Regions from separate parts of the Mus musculus genome. Here region 2 is linked to region 1. The links are chromatin contacts, called in public Hi-C maps. All regions are on one chromosome and are shown on one strand. Each heading gives the region's core, a stretch centred on a gene start, on an enhancer-like site or on the middle of the called end of the contact. The rest is flanking DNA. Distances are from core to core; before and after follow the strand shown.

Region 1 (4,114 bases), core at 68-2,567:
TTTTCAGGACTCTAATATATATTGAGAAGATATGTAAAATCCTTACAGCATAGGGCTGGAGAAATAGCTCTGCAGTTAAGAGCACTTGCTGCACACGCAGAGGCCTTGGGTTGGGCTCCTAGCACTGACATGGCATGGGGTGCCCACAAATCACCCATAGCTCTAGTTCCAGAGGCTTCCATGGGCAACTGCCCCCCACATGTTAGACATATATTCATGTAGGCATGCCACACACACATACACACACACATACATACACACACACACACATCCCATATACATGTAAAATAAGAATCTCTCTAAACAAAAACACTACTGCATTTTATAAGCCTCAGTTTCAAGAGCTTTTTCTGGCATTAAACTACAGAGGAAGAAGAGAGAGAGGCATCTGAAGGGCAGCTTTTGAAATACAACCCAAAATGATGAGGAAATTGTAAGCAGAAGATTCTCCTTGTTTTAGCACTTGGGATAAAAATTTAAAAAGATTTATTGAAATTAGCCACAGTACCAAACCCGAAAGCAGAAAGCTTTGGAGTAAAGCAAAAGGCCCAAATGCAGATTTGGACAACGGTCTCCGCTCCCTGCTGTGTACAGCATAGCAAGCAAATTAATTATTCCCAGATGCTGCGGATGAAAAATGTTGCCGGATTGTTTTGCTTCTCATACTCTTCAGTGTAAACACACACTTACAGAACTGTGTTCCCCTTTTTGGCTCCTGATATGCAAGTAATTATATACTGTGCAGGGTAATGCTGGATGGGTCCTTCTTTGAATACCAAGCAAGTTCTGGATTCTGTCAGCCTTTTTGGATAGCGTGCCTGCAAACATTTCTCTCTGACAGTCCTTACTAACAACTGATAAACAAACCAAAAGCACTGTGAGGCTTATTTCTAAATTATTCCGATTGTTTTCAAAGCGAAATGTGCAGATTGTAGCTCGAGCAGAGTAGAACCCCCATGCTTTTCAAGAACAACGTTTCCGCCATCTCTGTGGGGAAAAGGTCAGAGTTCATAGTGGTTTTTATCCTTTCCCATTCCTCATACTTAGACTATGTGTAAACTAAGGGGGGCAGGCATGAGGCATTATTAATTAGAATGTGTTTAGCATTAAGTACAGACCCCATGACTGGGGTCAAAATAACGTAATTAAAGGGTGGTGTTTTTCATTCCAGCCCTGGATTTTTACACAACAGATGGAATGTGTTTTTCATTGAGAGTCACAGTACGTTTGGGAGCACTACCTAGACTTTCTTGGAATGAATCAACTCAGTAAATTTGCCCTGTGCCTTCATACAGCGAAGCAAAGGGGTAGTGTGTGTGTGTGTGTGTGTGTGTGTGTGTGTGTGTGTGTGTGTGTGTGAAAGCATGTGTGAAAGCCAAGGGTATACCTCAGGAATTGTTGAAAAACACACAAACACACACACTTTTGCAAAAAAGAAGGGGAGTTCTGTGATCTGACCATCCTCAGCACAGAGAGGAAAAGTTCAAGGAAAGTTGATATCTCAGAATAAATAATAAAAGGAAATTCAATGGCATAACAATATTCAGGTCAGGATGAAGCCCAGGGGTGGTGGACGCTCATTCAGAACTGGGCTACCATCCTGCTCTCTCTGAAGTGAGCAGCTGCTGGTTATTGAAAGCAGCCCACATGGAGGGTCCCTGACACCATGGCAACAGCAGCCACAGTGCTGGAATGGCCCAGGCACAATGAAGCAGGTCCACAGCCAGAAGTGCTCTGGCTACAGATGAGGGAGGCTGTGTGGGCTTTGTCTTTGTTACCTTTGAAATGTGCATTGGAGAACTTTGATTCCCCAGTCTGAGGTTATCTATTGGAAACCTGTCTACCTATATTACCCTGACCAAAGATGAACTCTCCACCTGAGAAGCAGCACAGAAGGGAGGCATTTGTCTACCAGACAAATCACTTATTTCCAATTTCTTTTAACTAATCTCTGACAAGTCCCTTGTAGGTTCTGAGAATTTGTGCCTGGCCTCTTGTATTGCAGTCTTAAGATGTGTTTGAAATAATGTTTAGCTTACTTCTTATAACTTTAGTTTGTAACCCACTGTCCCCAAAGGACAATATGTCCTTGGTCTTGTGAAGTGAAAATGCTAGCTGATAGTTGACTAATGCTACCAAATTAAAGACTGGGCTAGTTTAAATGCCATGCATGCAGAGCCTTAATAATCAGCACTTGCCTAGATTGAACTCAACATTTTCATTAATAATGAAAGTAGAAAATGTATTTAGTAGTTAACTATACAAAAACCCCAACATAATAATTTCATGATGTAATATAGCCAAAATGCCAGGGTTCCGGTTCTGCCCAGTTACAGATCAATTATCTCTAGATAGTTACTGAAACATTCATGATTCTGCTTTCTCACATGTAAAGAATAGCAGCTACCTGTAAAGATGGTTGTAGGTATCGAGTTCATACTTTAATGTGGTCCGAACAGTCTTTGCTTCATGCTAAGTAACTGAGTAAACAAAAATTAAAGGATCTTTGTGTGTGTGATTCATGTTTCTGCTGCATGCATGTCTGTATGCTGGTGCATTCATGGATGTGTGTGAAAGTCAGAGGTCAATGCCAGGTGTCTTCTGCTGTTTCTCTTCAACTTTTTAAATAATATTTCCATTTTTTGAGATTATAATTACATCATCCCCCCTTTCCTTTCCTTCTTACATCTCCTCTCATGTAATCCCCCAGCCCAACCCTGCTGCTCTCATTCAGATTTATGCCATCTTTATTGGTGTGTGTGTGTGTCCCTAAATATATAACTGCAACATTCTCAGTGTTGTTTATTTTAAAAAGAAAAAAATTCAAACATTTGATTTATCAATGAAGACTTAGGAGCCAGATTCTAAGGTGAAAGCCTGCTAGCTCAGAGAGGCAGAGAAAACACCCAGCTATCCCTCCTCCACCAATATCCCAGAAGGAAAAAACCCTTTCTCCTTCTCCATACTGTATTAAATACCCTTCAACGCAATGCCTCTCCTTTCTACTTCCTTATGTTCACCCTTTCAGCTCGTTGCTTGCCCTGCCTAGGGTTGACTTTATTTAATCAAGCTCTGTGGTTTAAAAGTGTGTGCTAGAGCTGAGCCACAGCACAACAAGAAACAGGTTTTTCCAGTTCACAATCTTGGGGTTCACAATGTGATCAAATATCTTGCAATAGCTCAGTCTATCTATTGTAACTCAGTCTATATAATGTATGATATATCTATCATAATGTGTAATGTATTCATATGTAATAATATGGCATATATATGTTTAGGACTGTGCATTTGGTATTGATAGTCAATTAATATGTTCTTCCTTGGGGAAGATTATTTCTCCACTCTCAGCATTCCTTAGTTACCTGTAGTTATTCATCTTGGGTTGAGGCCTTATTAGCCTCTTCTATGTTAGCATGTCTTTTTGGTGTCATTTTTGTTTAGCTCATAGTCAGGCAGTCATGTTGATGAGACTTTACGAGTGTAGCTTCTCTACACTTCTAGTGAGGGACCAGATCTTTTGGGTTCAGACTCCATCTTAGAGAAACTGACCTAAGGTTGAACACGTTAACTAACAGGCCAGTACCCAGCACCAGTTTCTAGCGCCCCCCCCCCCATAAGACCTTTGTCTAGCACCAGCTTCCAGGTTACTCCCCATCAAATCTGCACCTGCAGGTTACAAGCCCGCCCCTGACACTTCACTTCCTAACAACCACCAATCAGGAGGAAAACAGAAGGTAAGTTTATGGCTTGGCTCCCAGCAGCAGCCAATTATGTTAAAGGTCTGTAATGGCCCCCCAATCAGGTGTGTACCAGGCTAGATAACACCCCATCTTACCTTTTTAAATGCTTGCCTGAAACTGGACTCGATGCCCCCTCCTGTTCTCCTGTATCAGAGATGGTGGTGTGGGCCAAGTTTGAGCTTGAATAAAGAGACCCTAGTGCAATTACATCGGAATTGGCTCCTTGGTGGTCTTTTTGGGATTCATGAATGTTTCCTGGCAAACTAGAAGACACAATCTCATAGCAAACTGCCTGTTCATCTAACTCTTATTATCTTGCCTTCATACCTCATGTTTGAAAGGATCTCTAAGCCTTAGGTATAGGAGTTGTGTTG
Region 2 (4,429 bases), core at 180-2,679, 150 kb after region 1:
ATTTACATTTCAAATGCTATCCTCTTTCCTGCCCCCCCTCCCAAAACTCTCTATCCCATCCCCATCCCCCTGCTTCTATGAGGGTGCTCCCCCACCCGCCCATCCACTCCCACCTCTTAAACTTAGCATTTCCCTACACTGGGGCATCAAGCCTTCACAGGACCAAGGGCCTCCCCTCCCATTAATGCCAGGTAAGGCCCCTTCAACTCCTTCAGTCCTTCCCCTAACTCCTCCATTGGGGTCCCTGTGCTCAGTCCAATGGTTGTTTGGCTGTGAGCATCCCCATCTGTATTGGTCAGGATATGAAAGTTCATAAGCAACATTAAGATTCACACCCTACCTAGAAAAATAAAAGACATACATATAAATTTTTTCCAAAGCAAAAAAACCAAATTCAATATAATGTTTATACTATCCAGAAAACATGTTTAGATTCACCAGCATTTACAGTAAATTATAATAAAGCAAGATTCTAATTTATGCTTACAAAATTTGCCAGAAAAATTAAAAATCAAAATATCCACTAATAATTGAGAAATAACGTTTAATTTGGAAAAATATTTATTATTTCAAAGCAAAAAGAAATAGAAAACAATACTGTAGTATGATCTTGATAGAGTACCCAAATAAATTATGTCAATTAAAATAAATCTGTAAAATAAGATTTAATAGTTATAAGATTTAATGTTATAAAATACTTGTGATTATAATTACATTTTTGCAAAAAATAAACTGTGAGAAAGAAAACAGCTTTGTAATGATTTTTAAATATCTAACAATGACAATACATTATTTTTATATCAAGTTGTTATGTAAATTCTATCTTGCTGGATTTAACATCTTATAGGATCCAAGGAAACAATGAGGTTTTCCTCTGTGAATTTGCTAAGTAAATGTAAATTTCTACAAGAATATATGATGAAAGTTTTAAATAGAACAAGGCAAGGGAGAACTTTATTTTTAAATGAGCCCCTCCCCCAGGATGGAACAATTCATTAGTGTACCTAGACATCAGCTTTTTCTCCACCTGTAATTCATAGATTTGCTGTATCACATTGAAAGGAGGTTTCTCAATCACACCCACAGCATTATATAATTTAACAAAATACTTTTCTGAAGCTCAGATACACTCTTCTGGGTGGATTAGCCTATTTTGATTATAAAGAAGAAGGACCCGTTCATCCCACCTTAAGTAATGGGCTTTCCGCGGGATTATGAAGCTCTGTCTGTGATTGCCGACTTGATACCTGCTTCTGCTTTGGCCTTAGCTGGCTTTCTTTGTTACTGACTGGACGGTCCTCCTACATAATCTTGCTCCAGATCACAAAAGCTGAACTTCCAAAAAGACTAGCCCAACTGCTTCTCTCTCCAGCCCTCACTGCGGGTGGGTATTCTTGCGTGGGATGAAACACTGAGTACAGTAGACACTAAGGCTGATGAGCAGACAGTGAGCTTAGAGTGACAGGATTTGTTCTAAGCATATACTCTGCCAAAGCATGGAAGGAGAAAAAAGATTTAAAAAAAAAATACATTCTTTAAGTTTAAGAGACATATTTAGTGCAGCAAAATGTTTAATTTTAAATATAACAGGAGTTCCAAAAATAAACAGAGAAACAGTGCATAAAGGAAGAAGCAGTATTTGAATTTGGGGATTTTTTCCAAAAACCCAAAATATATCAAAACACAAGATGTACAATGTAGATCAAAAGAATTGTATTAAAAACAAAAACAAACAAATACACACACACACACACACACACACTGGCAGAGGGCTGGAGAAATAGCTTAGTCAGTCAGTCAGTAAAGAGCCTGGCAAACAAGAAAAGGCAAGTTTAGTGCCAAGAACCCAAGGGGTTTTGTTTTTTGTTTTTTGTTTTAAAGTGTGGTGGCACTGCTGCAATCCCAGTGTTATGGAGACAGAGACAGGCAGGCCCCTGGAGCTCACTGGTCAGCCATCCTAGCCTACTTGTTAAGTTTCAGATAAAAGACTGTCTCAAAGAAAGACAGCACCTGGGGTTGTCCTCTTGCCTACATACACAGTAAAACTCATTGAAGACATCATAGCCAAACACTGAAACCTAAAGGCAGAGTAACATTTTCCAAATAGTCAGAAAGAGATTACCTCCAAAGAAACAAGGCCCACAGCTGACTATATCAGAGCTTATGTAAGCAACGCCATGGGCTATCTTCTTTAAATAAAAGGGAAATAAATGCCTGCAAACATAGAATTTCATGCCCTGTGATGTATTCTTCAAGAATGAAAAGTTGCATAAGCACATTCCAGCTAGTAAATAAATTATATATTTCAAGAGAATCTGACAGGGTTTTACAAGAAATACAAGGAATATACAATACTTAAAATAAGAAGGGAAAAAAGAGAGAAACTGAGTAACAGAGATGTAAAAGTTGGAAGAAGAAGGAAACATGTAGTAAATGGTTAAATATTTAAGTAATCGTTAAAGGTGTAGGTGCAGTAAATTGTCAGAGTAACTGAAAACATACTGATCTGCTGGGTACAAAACACATTGGAAGGAAGCAGAGAACTCTGATGTAAAAATGTGTTAGAGGGTTATTTGATCACACTGTGAACCCTGAAATTGTAAACTAGAAAAACTGTTTCCTGTGGTGTGGCTCAGTCCTAGCAGACATCTTTAACCTAAGAGTTTTCTGTAAACAAGAGATAAATAAACTCAACGATAAGTCAAGAGGCAGAGCAAGCATCCAGTGGATAGAGAGTGAACATGAGAAAGCCCAGGAAGTAGAAAGGAGGGTCTTTGAGTTGACGGGAATTTACGGCAGCTTGGAAAAGGACAAGGAGCTTTTTCCTTCCGGTGGCGGAGGAAGGTCAGCTGGTGTTCTCTGCCTCTCTGAGCCAGCAGCCTTTCACCACAGCATCTGGCTCCTGAGTCTTCATTTCTTCATTTGGTAAATCGAATGTTTGGGATTTTGTTTTAAAAACAACAAAGATGGAAAACTCAGTACTTGTATGTCTCTCTCTCTCTCTCCTCTCTCTCTCTCACACACACACACACACACACAGATTTAAGAAGGAATGGACTTACACATTGCTAGCAGCACTTATCTACAGACACTGTGCTCTTCTGTAATGTGGGACCGCAAGAATGCTAGACAAGCACTCTGCACTAAGCCATACTTCAAGCTCAAGAGATGAAGCAACATGTTTCACAATAATATAAAGGGCCTATTGACCCCACGGATGATAACCTTAGTCAGTACAGAGACCTTCATCTTTTCTAATTACTTTGGCTTGATGTCTATTTCATCAGGACCAGGGTCTTGAGCTGAAGAGATGGCTCAGCGTTTAAGAGCACTGACTGCTCTTCCAGAGGTCCTGAGTTCAATTCCCAGCAACCACATGGTGGTTCACAACCATCTGTAATGGAGCCGATGCCCTCTTCAGGTGTGTCTAAAGACAGCTACAGTGTACTCACATTAAATAAATAAATAAATAAATCTATATATCTACATATAGATATATATTGATTAGGAAGGGGCAATTCCAAATAACCTAATTATAAACAACTATCATAAATACTATTGATAGAAGAAATTGACCGATTCAAAATCAGGATGAAAGATTTGGTAGACCTCTGACCAATTGAACAAGTAGGCAAAAGTACTATACAAACATGTAGAATACAGTATATGTGTATATATACACACTCAGAATACAAGAGTCTGAACAACAGAATTAATAAATATGACTGAATTAAGCTTATATAGAAATTACATCTAATAACTAAAGCAAATATGTTATTTTCAAGAAAATGGGGACATTTTAAAAGGTGATTATATTTAAGCAAATTTCAACAAATGCCAAAGCAATGGAGTATTACAAGACACACTCTCTACATATAATGGAATTAAACTAGAAACCAAGCAACCAGAAACTTCTTAGCACACAGTAAATACACACAGTAAACAAATAATGAAAACATTGTAATGGGCCAGCATGATGGCTCAAACAATAAATACACTTGCTGAACTGGACAGCATGAGTTTAATCACACAGTGGAAAGAGATAACTAACCCCAAAAGTGGACCATGCACTATGGCATGCATTCACATACAGCAAGCATGCAGCTGCACGTGTGCGTGTTTGTACACACACACACATACAATATTAATATTTTTTGAGTTAAAAGTCTAAAAGCCAATTATCCATCTGAAAAGTCATATCCAAAGGGAAGAAAACAGGAAATTATACTCATGTTCAATAGAAAAAAGTTAGAAATCTACAAAAATTAGTTTTAAAAAACAAACATTGGTTCTAATGCAATTAAAGAATTCCTAACAACACTGGAGGAGGGTGGGCAGAACAAATAACTGCTATGAAGAAAGAAATTGAGAGAATGAGTTTAGATTCTTTCACCATTAAAGATATAATAAGGGAAAATTAAAAACCAAT

The links. Hi-C and Micro-C count contacts between places; a contact is called where the count stands out from the background.
Region 2: a Hi-C map of cortical neurons shows a contact between it and region 1, with 1.5 times the contacts expected there. The contact joins two enhancer-like sites. A contact is called at or near these places in 2 of 39 promoter capture datasets (the 3T3-L1 cell line and liver), 1 of 484 Hi-C or Micro-C datasets (cortical neurons), 2 of 115 datasets of contacts at active chromatin or transcription factors (both in embryonic stem cells) and 1 of 9 other capture datasets (embryonic stem cells).

Annotation. Positions count from the first base shown.
Region 1 is chr11:22,347,099-22,351,212 of GRCm38.p6, forward strand. No RefSeq gene overlaps it. Among named protein-coding and RNA genes, the nearest start is that of Ehbp1, 62 kb to the left of the region's middle. Within about 2 kb of position 1,318, at least 85 of the 459 cell types and tissues checked have an H3K27ac peak or open chromatin away from gene starts, as enhancers often do. A contact at or near this core is called in cortical neurons, where this site is marked.
Region 2 is chr11:22,498,207-22,502,635 of GRCm38.p6, forward strand. Gm46274 (a long non-coding RNA gene) reads right to left here. Exons shown (of 2, transcript XR_001780167.2): 2 at 528-4,429. Among named protein-coding and RNA genes, the nearest start is that of Gm46274, 9.1 kb to the right of the region's middle. Within about 2 kb of position 1,430, at least 5 of the 459 cell types and tissues checked have an H3K27ac peak or open chromatin away from gene starts, as enhancers often do. A contact at or near this core is called in cortical neurons, where this site is marked.